Regions from separate parts of the Mus musculus genome. Here region 2 is linked to region 1. The links are chromatin contacts, called in public HiChIP or PLAC-seq maps. All regions are on one chromosome and are shown on one strand. Each heading gives the region's core, a stretch centred on a gene start, on an enhancer-like site or on the middle of the called end of the contact. The rest is flanking DNA. Distances are from core to core; before and after follow the strand shown.

Evidence for each region. HiChIP or PLAC-seq counts read pairs in DNA pulled down with a chosen protein or histone mark.
Region 2: a contact with region 1 is called in a CTCF HiChIP or PLAC-seq map of the NIH/3T3 cell line, with 8 read pairs. The contact joins two enhancer-like sites. A contact is called at or near these places in 1 of 15 datasets of contacts at CTCF or cohesin (the NIH/3T3 cell line) and 3 of 484 Hi-C or Micro-C datasets (nephron progenitors and uterus).

What each region holds. Positions count from the first base shown.
Region 1 is chr1:45,040,850-45,045,804 of GRCm38.p6, forward strand. No RefSeq gene overlaps it. Among named protein-coding and RNA genes, the nearest start is that of Col3a1, 270 kb to the right of the region's middle. Within about 2 kb of position 2,497, at least 48 of the 459 cell types and tissues checked have an H3K27ac peak or open chromatin away from gene starts, as enhancers often do. A contact at or near this core is called in the NIH/3T3 cell line, where this site is marked.
Region 2 is chr1:45,181,208-45,185,595 of GRCm38.p6, forward strand. No RefSeq gene overlaps it. Among named protein-coding and RNA genes, the nearest start is that of Col3a1, 130 kb to the right of the region's middle. Within about 2 kb of position 1,759, at least 6 of the 459 cell types and tissues checked have an H3K27ac peak or open chromatin away from gene starts, as enhancers often do. A contact at or near this core is called in the NIH/3T3 cell line, where this site is marked.

The sequences.
Region 1 (4,955 bases), core at 1,247-3,746:
AAATACGCATGGAAGTATTTATAGAGACAAAGTGTGAAGCAGAGACTGAAGGAATGACCATGCAGAGACTGCCCCACTTGGGTTTCCATCCCATAAACAACCTCCAAAACCAGACACAATTGTGGATGCCAACAAGAGCTTGCTGACAGGAGCCTGATGTAGCTGTCTCCTGAGAGGCTCTGCTAGTGTCTGATAAATACAGAATTGAATGCTCATAGCCATCCATTGGATGGAGCACAGGGTCCCCAATGAAAAAGCTAGAGAATGTACCCAAGGAGCTGAAGGGGTTTGCAGCCTCATAGGAGGAACAACAATATGAACTAAACAGTACAGCCAGAGCTCCCTGGGACTAAACCACCAACCAAAGAAAACACATGGTGGGACTCCTGGCTCTAGCTGCATGTGTAGCAAATGATTGCCTAGTCTGTTATCAGTGGGAAGAGAAGCCCTTCATGCTGTGAAAGTTCTATGCCCCAGTATAGGGGAATGCCAGGGCTAGGAAGAGGGAGTGGGTAGGTTGGTGTGTAGGGGGAGGGAGGAGGGCATAGGAGGTGTTTGGAGTGGAAAACAGGAAAGGGGATAACCTTTGAAATGTAAATAATGGAAATATCTAATAAAAAAAGAGTATATTCTACTATTGCAAATGACAAAGTATGATTCACAGCACCCATACAAATCATATGACTCACAATATCCTACAACTCCAATTTCAGGGGATCCGATTTCTCCAGCCACCATAGGCAGCTGAACTCACAGGAACCCTCTCCCAAGTAGCAATACAAACAAAAATAAATGAATGAATAAGCAAACAAATAAATATGTTTAACTAAATGAAACAAAAATGCATTTAAGTCTTATTTTGTAAGTAAAAGCAGCAATGTTGCATTGAGCTTGACACATTCATTTTTCCCATTTATTTATTATTTATTTACTTATTCACTTTATATTCAGATTGCTAGTCCCACTCATGATTCCCCTTCATATAATCCCTCCCTCTCTGTCTTCACTGAATGCTACCCTTCAGTATGCCCCCACCCTTCCACCTCATGTCTCAGCAGGACAAGGTTATTCTCTCCTATTGAGACCACATAGGGCAGGCCAGTTAAGTGAATGAGATCCACACAGACAGGCAAAAGCTTTAGGAACAGTTCCAGCTCCAGTTGTTGGGCAATAACATGATGACCAAACTACACATCTGCTACAAATGTGGGGTTGGGTGACTAGGTCCAGCCCATGTATACTCTTTGTTTGATGGTTCAGTCTCTGAGATTCCTCAGGGATCCAGGTTAATTGACTCTGTTAGTCTTCCTGTGGGGTTCCTCTACCTTCTGGAGTTCTCAGTCCTTCCCCCAACTCTTCTGTAATTGTCTACAAGTTCCATCCAATGTTTGGTATGAACTTTGGATCTTTTAAAAGAGACTGGATTTTTAAAGAATTGAAATTGAAGGACTGTGATACTTTTATGTTATAATATCTATATTGTGATATTAATAAAGAATGAGCAAAAAGGAAAGTTTATTGTTAACTAATATTGATTGTTTTATTTTTAAACTACAGACTGATGTGGTGAGGATAAGCCCAGTTTGAGCTATGCCATACCCGGGTGATCCTGGGATGCTAGAAGAAAGTACAATAAGGTAGAGTGGGGGGAGTTACTAAGCCATTCTCCACCATGGCTTCTGGTTTTTTTGTTTTTGTTTTTGTTTTTTGCCTCCAGGTTCCTGTCTTGAGTTCTAGCCCTGACCTCATTCCTTGATATGAAGGCTGTGAACTGAGAGTTGTAAGCTGAAATAAACCCACTACCCCTCATGTTGACTAGTGTCATGGTTAATATTACAACAATGTAAACCCAAAGACATGGAGTTAAATATTTTTACAGATGAATTTCTTTCATGATAAAGGCCTGAAACCATATGGATAAAGAAATACAGCTGTTACTAGACAATTTAAAATCACATCAATATGTCAGAGGTCAGAAAGCACTGATGACTAACTGTGGTCATCTTAACTAAGCAACTCTTACTTATTTTATGACTTGTTTCTTTAAAGTCATTAAATTGACTTTGAGATCATCTACACCACAGCCAGTAAGTGACCACCATGTTTTTCTAAAATTGTGTTGAGTCATATTTTCTGTGGAGGTGTTTCTTAAATATTATAATGTCTTTCCTGGATCCCGATGACTGAGTTCCAATTTGGCTTGAATTTTCTTATAAAGATGTTAAAAATAACATGTTTCTCAGAGATACACCTCGTGTTTAACTAATGTTTTCTGCAAAAGCAGGTAACAACACATATGTCAGAAATCTCAATCTTTCTACGTTTAGACCATGAGCATGTGTGAGAGAATCCTTGCATTTCTCAGCAGTAAACTTTAAATTAATCCATCAACCCGACTTCTCTAGCATTTTAAAGTTCAGAAATAGGACTAGGAGTGGTGAAATGAGGTTTGGTCCTGGCCAAAGTCTGGAAACAGTCAATGCAATATTGAGTTTCTGGGGCTGGATCCAGCACTGACTTAAACAGGAAATGTGTGCTCTGTGGCTTTTTGTCAGACCTACTTGGGCCTAAGTGTGCAGAAATCACAAAACCTTCCTTGGAGCTTTATTGCTCCAACTGCTGGATTCCACACTAAGCCTCCTCTTCCTGCTTTCTGACCTAATAGGAATGCTCTCCTTAACTGTGTTTAAATCCTACCTAGTGTAGTTTGGCTTTAGCTAAGTAGAAAAGCAGAAGTCTGCAATATGTGCTATGTCTCTGAATTTGAGACTGCTGTGACATCATAAATAAAAGGAACCCCATTAATCACATGGGGCAGGCTAAAAAAAATTCAGGAAAAAATTTTCTCATAATAAAATCCAGATCAGTTCTCTCTCCCTGTGTCCTCTCTACTGGATCTCTCCTGTTCTCATCCCAACTCCCTCTCACACTCAGTTCCCTCCCTTCATCTACCCCTGATGTCTAGATTATTTCTCCTTCTCAGTGAGGTTCAATCATCATCCCTTAGGTCCTCCTTGTTACTTAGCTTTGTGACTATAGATTGTAGCATGGTTATCCTGTACTTTTTTAGTAATATTCACTTATAACTGGGTACATACTATCTGTTTCTCTCTGAATCTCGTTTACCTCAGTTGGGAATTGGGGTAATATTTTTTAGTTCCACCCATTTCCCTGCAAATTTCATGATGTTCTTCTTTATAATAGTCATGTATTGTTGCAGTGTGTAAATAAATGTACTGTTTTCTTTATCTATTCTTCAACTGAGGGACATCGAAGTTCTTTCCAGTTTCTGTCTATTACGAGTAAAGCTGTTATGAAAAATAGTTAAGTGGGGGAGGGTATGGGGGACTTTTGGGATAGCATTGGAAATGTAAGTGAGGAAAATACCTAATTAAAAAAAAGAAAAATACTTAAGTAAGTTTCCTTGTGGAATGGTCAAGCATCATTTGTGTATATACCCAGGAGTAGTATAACTGGGTTTTGAGGTAGATCTATTCCCAATTTTCTGAGAAACCACCAGATTGATTTCCAAAGGAGTTGTACAAGTTTATACTCCCACCAACAGTAGAGGACTGTTCCTCTTGCTCCACATCCTTGCCAGCATGAGCTGTCACTTGAGGGTGTTCGTCTGTTTGTTTGTTTGTTTGTTTGTTTGTTTGTTTTTATCTTAGCCATTCTGACTAGTGTGAGATGGAATTTTAGAGTCGTTTTGCTTTGTATTTCCCTAATGACTAAGAGTATTAAATATTTGTGAGAGAGAACTTGGATGGGGGAGCATCTCTGGGATAAACTAGAAATCTAGGACAAAGGATGAATGAATGAGTGTGAACCTACCTAAAACTTCTAACAGTATGGAATATAGAACCTAAACCAGATACCTCCTGTAATCAGGCAACACTTCCAATTGAATGGGGTACTACCCTACCCACAAAACCTTTGAGTCACAATTTGTCCTGATAGTAAGATGTGCAGGGGTAAAGATAGAGCAGAAATTGAAGAAATGGCCAAACAATGACTGGCCCAACTTGAGAGCCATGTCAGGAGAGAGAAAGAGTCCCCTATTTCTGACACTATTAATGATGTTCTCCTATACTTGCAGTCATAAACCTAGTGTTTTAGTTAAAGTTGTACTGTTGTGAACAGACACCAAGACTACATTTAATTGGGGCTGGCTTACAGGTTCAGAGGTTTGGTTCATTATGATCAGGGCAAGAATATGGAAACATCTAGGCAGGCATGGTGAAGGAGGAGCTGAAAGTTCTACATCTTAAGTGATCACAGAGACTGAAACACCAATGAAAGAACATGCATGGGGCAGACTTAGGAACCTCTATACAGATGTAACAGATGTACAGCTCAGTCTTTTTGTTTGTTTTGTTTTGGCTTTTGTTTTTCAAGACAGGATTTCCCTGTGTAGCCCTGGCTGTCCTGGAACTCACTCTGTAGACCAGACTGGCCTCGAATTCAGAAATCTGCCTGCCTCTGCCTCCCAAGTGCTGGGATTAAAGGCGTGCGCCACCACGACTGGCTATAGCTCAGTCTTTATGTCAGATGCTTCAAAACCGGATCAGGGCTGTTTCTAACTCTGTTGCCTGTCTTTGTTCCCCTTTTTTTCCTGACTGAGCTGCCTTGTGTAAGCTCAATAGGAAAAGATACATCTAGTCCTACTGCAACTTGGTATGCCAAGGTGGGTTGGTATCCATGGAAGGCCTTGCCTTCTGTGAGGAGCAAGATAGGGAGAATGGGTGACAGGGAGGGACTAGGAGAAAATGATAGAGGAGAAGCTTAGATTGGGATGTAAAATAAATAAATAATTTAATAAAAATCCAGATGAAATTGAAATGCTGAGGGAAAATTCCAAAACTGCAAAAAGGCCTAGCAATTGAGACATGAGACATTTAAGACAGTTTAAATTTATGAATTTATATATTACGTATATTTTATATACTTAAAAA
Region 2 (4,388 bases), core at 509-3,008, 140 kb after region 1:
GTTGCTTAAAATAGCTATGTTTCAGTTAGTCAGACATATGTGAATTAAATTAAAACAATGAGGAAATCAGACAACACTGTTATTAAATTCACCAACTACCTCCCCCAATTATGACATTGCTTAAGACTGACAATCAACAAATAGAAACACATAAAACTAAAGGCTTCTGAACAGCAAAAGGACACCATCATTTAAATGAAGAGATAGCCTAGATACATATCTAGTATCTAAAATATATACAGATTTAAAAAACTAAACAGCAAGAAATAAACACCACCATCTCCAAATGGGGTTGGATATAAATAAAGAATTATCAAAACATAAATTACAAAAGGCTGAAAAATGTTTCTAAATCAGTCAATATAATGGAAACTACTTTGAGACCAACTTACCCTGGTCAGAATAGATAAGGTCAAAGCATAAGTGATAACAAATTCTGATGTGACTGTAGAGGAAGGGGAATGAGTGCATACCAGTGAAACCACTATGGAAATCAGTGTAGATGTTTATATATATAAACAATATATATATATAGCCTAGAAATAGTAAGATAATAATCAATCTCATCCAGCTGTGGAACCTGCAAGCCACAATTATGACTCACCTGACTGCAACAGTGGCATAAATGGCATTGCGTAACCAACTACTTTCTGATTGAATTTAAGTTTCACTTCACTAGGTGGAGCCTATACCTCACAAAGTTGCTGAGGACAATAACTTGTATGCAAAGGTCATAGACCCTAAGGAAGAATCTGCTACCATTATTTTGCCAAGAGGTCATAGTATTAAGGCAACTCCTAACAACTTGTTATACTTACAGATGAATGAATCATTCAAACACTTCAGAGAAGTTTGTTTGTTTGTTTGTTTGTTTATTTGTTTGTTTTAAGCACATGACAATTACCACAGACAGCCACAATGTTAAAGATGAGGAAAATAAGTGACTTGTGAAGTGTTTAGCCCTAAATGAGACATTTAATTTCCCAAAGTTCACAGATCATTGTGGGAAAAGAAGAGGGACTTTAAGAGCCAGAGGTAGAGGATGACTACTGGCTTTTGCAATGAAATTGTTCTTGGGAGACAATAGGACAGTTGCATATATGAAGTCATAGCAATTCTAACAGGCTGCTCAAGACCTGTGAAAGGACAAGCCAAAATATTATCATAATGGAGAGGGAAGGTAGGCACCAAGTTCGATCCCTAGCTAAGTAATTGTAGTAACTCGGTAGTTGCTGAGAGAGGAAAAAGTAGCTTTTCTTAGAGTGTGGTTTGTGGTAGGTCTAACACACTACAGTGGATGGCAAAATGCCTAAGAAATACAGGCAACAAAAATGGGACTTGATAGGTTTAAAAAGAAATGAAGACACAAAGGTGGGAGTGTGTACCAAGGAGAAAATGGGAAGATAGAGGAGGGATAAATATGATCAAAATAAATGTATTGTAGTGATTTCTCAAAGAATTAATCAAAATATTTTTAGAGAAGAAAAACCATTTTCTTTTAGTATCTATATATGAAGCAAAAGAAAATATGGGCATTTTTATAAGCCATCCTAACTAGTAAAAAGAAATAAACTTCTTCACTGGTACACATTTTAAGCTTTATCAAATAATGCCCTTGAAGTTTCCAAATAGCACAAGGAGCATCCACAAAGTGATTTTTCCTTTGTCATGAATGCAGAATCAAAATGATAGGCTGCATTCATACAAATAGGACATGTCTTGCAGATTTCTTGTATGAGTCATTGCTGACCACTATGAGTGCAGGCATGTGTTAGAATGTTATTCTTTCCTCTGAGATTTAGCATCTGTGTTATAGTGAAGAAGCAAAGTCAGTCTCTGTAGCAAAATTATGAAGCAGACATGGTCTTATGTTCTTCCTCCTTACATTTCAGTTGGGCCAATGGCAAGAGGCTAAGAGCTATGCAAAAGCTGAGGGAGTAAGGAAGGTCCTTTCAACCTCAGGAACCAGATCTCTTGGCTGAATGTCCCACTACTCTACTCCACATTTTTCTGGCTTTTATCTTAGATTTTTAATTTTTGCTAAGATTAAAAAAAAATACTTCCATTTCTAGTAAATGGTATTTGTATACTCTAAATTGGGTAGGAAGTTTTGTGGTTTGCAACACTTGAAAAAATATAGTGCACATCTTATATCCATGTGAATGAAGCATTCTGTGTATAATAAACCAATATGGATCACCAAAAACTACTGTCATTGACTTCAAATAAAAGGGAGTTAAGTTCCACAGCATGAAGGAAGTATCTTTCTGAATGGATCTGTGCATGTGTCAGACAGGGAAGCAAACCTGCCCAAGGAGATGAGAGTGAAAACCTGGTATAGATTGAATTCACAAACCTGGATCACACGGTGAGGAGTCGAAAGCCAAATAGTTCACTGTCGATATATTTGAAACAGATCAATTTGGGAAAAGGTTTCTAGGCAACAACCATTCTAGTTTCAGATGCACAATAAAGTGTAAGGTATAACTACATAGAATCTCCTTTATAATGTACCTGTAGACATGAGGATGGGTTCTATAACTAAAAGAATCTAGTGTGGTCTCTGAACAATAGCATAAAGGTCAGTAGTCTAGAAAATGCATGTAGCATCTCCACAAGGTGGTTTAAGGAGGGAAGAGTCTGGGATAATCTTTGGGGTAATTTGGGTGAGGTCTGTTTCCACTGATAGCAAAAAGCTCACCAGGTTGTTAACAAAATCTATTCTCTGCCTTCTGGGTGGAAAAACAGACATTATATCTCCTCAGTTGAAAAAAGACCATTGTATGTTTAACATTTCTGGTTTCACTTGTGTTTTGTAGGTGCAAGCACCATTGCACCCCATGCCTCTTAAGGAAAAGTAGACTAGATTCTCACAACAGTCAGAATGCAGAGCTCTGTGTTTCTTTTACTTTCTCCCTGACTCTCACTTTTCCTTCCTCTGTTTCACTTCCCTCCCATTTTCTTTCCATTTCCCCTACCTTTCTTTCATTTTTTTTCCTTTTATAAACAGGTCTCACCATGTACTCTCTGTTCTTCTTGTACTAGTGATTTTCCTGCTTTGTCATCCAAAGAGCTAGGCTTACAGGTGAAGCCATGTCTCATATTTTCTCTTATAATCCAGGTTATCTATGTATTTATATAAAAGTCTAGTATTATTTTTGAGTTTATTTTGGCTGAGGAGTTTATTTTTTCTGTAAGAATTCTTAACATAACATCTTTTACTTTGTATTTCTTATTTTTGGAGACCAAATTCCAGCCATCACTGAGGCAAATTCCATGTTAGTAAAGTCACATGTACTTTACAAAGCTGTTTATTGAACAATAACAACAAAAACTTGAATTATTATATTTAGTTTTAATACTTCATATAATTTGTCAATACTAATATAGAATTATACTGAGTTCCACAAAATAAATGAAGACTTAAAATGTACAAGGGAGACATTAGTTTGTCATATTGTAGTCATTCTTCTGAGCACACTACCTCTTACAGCTTCTACCAGACTAAAAGTAAGTGCTTTTGATGGTGTATCAGTATTAAGTAAATACATTCTCCACCAGCCAAGCATCTGAAAGGCTCAGAAACACTGGCAAGTGTTTTGTTTCTGGTTTCTGACCTGGATTGAACCAGACACAGTGAAATAATGTGAGAAAGATTGTTTTTAGCCAGAAGCAGAAGTAAATCTGCCAGCTCTTCAGCTTTGACCATTTGAGAAGTTATTTTAGACCTAGCCCATAGTCTGAACTACAAAACTTTTCAGAGGATAATGGAAATTTTAAGCTGTAGGAAGGGTGTTCCTGCTGCAAGATAAAACACTGATGAGCAGCAGAATCAAATTGTAGTCAAGATTCTGGAGAACAGTTGAGGATTCCATGCAATATGCCTTGTGGCTGGCATGTGAGGACCTATGCACAATCCAGTACAGTCAGGAGCAACTAAAGAAGGGTCTAAGGGGGTTCTATCATTCATCTTTAGTGAAGGAAATATATCAATAGTCAATTCTCCATGTAAGCCATGGCATACTATGTTTATTGAATCATTTAAGATGGTTTAACTTTTACAATTAAGTAATTCTAAACCTAGTTTTTACGTTGGTCTCCAATGACAAAATATTTTCATTCTATAGTTACAATTTTTCTAACATGGAAAGAGACTCATGTCTCATCCACAGTTATATATTATTGTCAACATTTGGAAGATTTTTTCTTATGTTTATTTTATGTTATTAAAGCTTAACTTTGTTTTCTCTTGGAACCAGGAACCAGAGCTGAAAGATCCTGTGAAAGGTCAAACATCCTAGAATGTCCTTTTGAGGAAAGAAGTGACACATTATCCCCATTTTACACAAGCATTAGTCCTTGCCTATGTCTACATTCACAAGAGAATC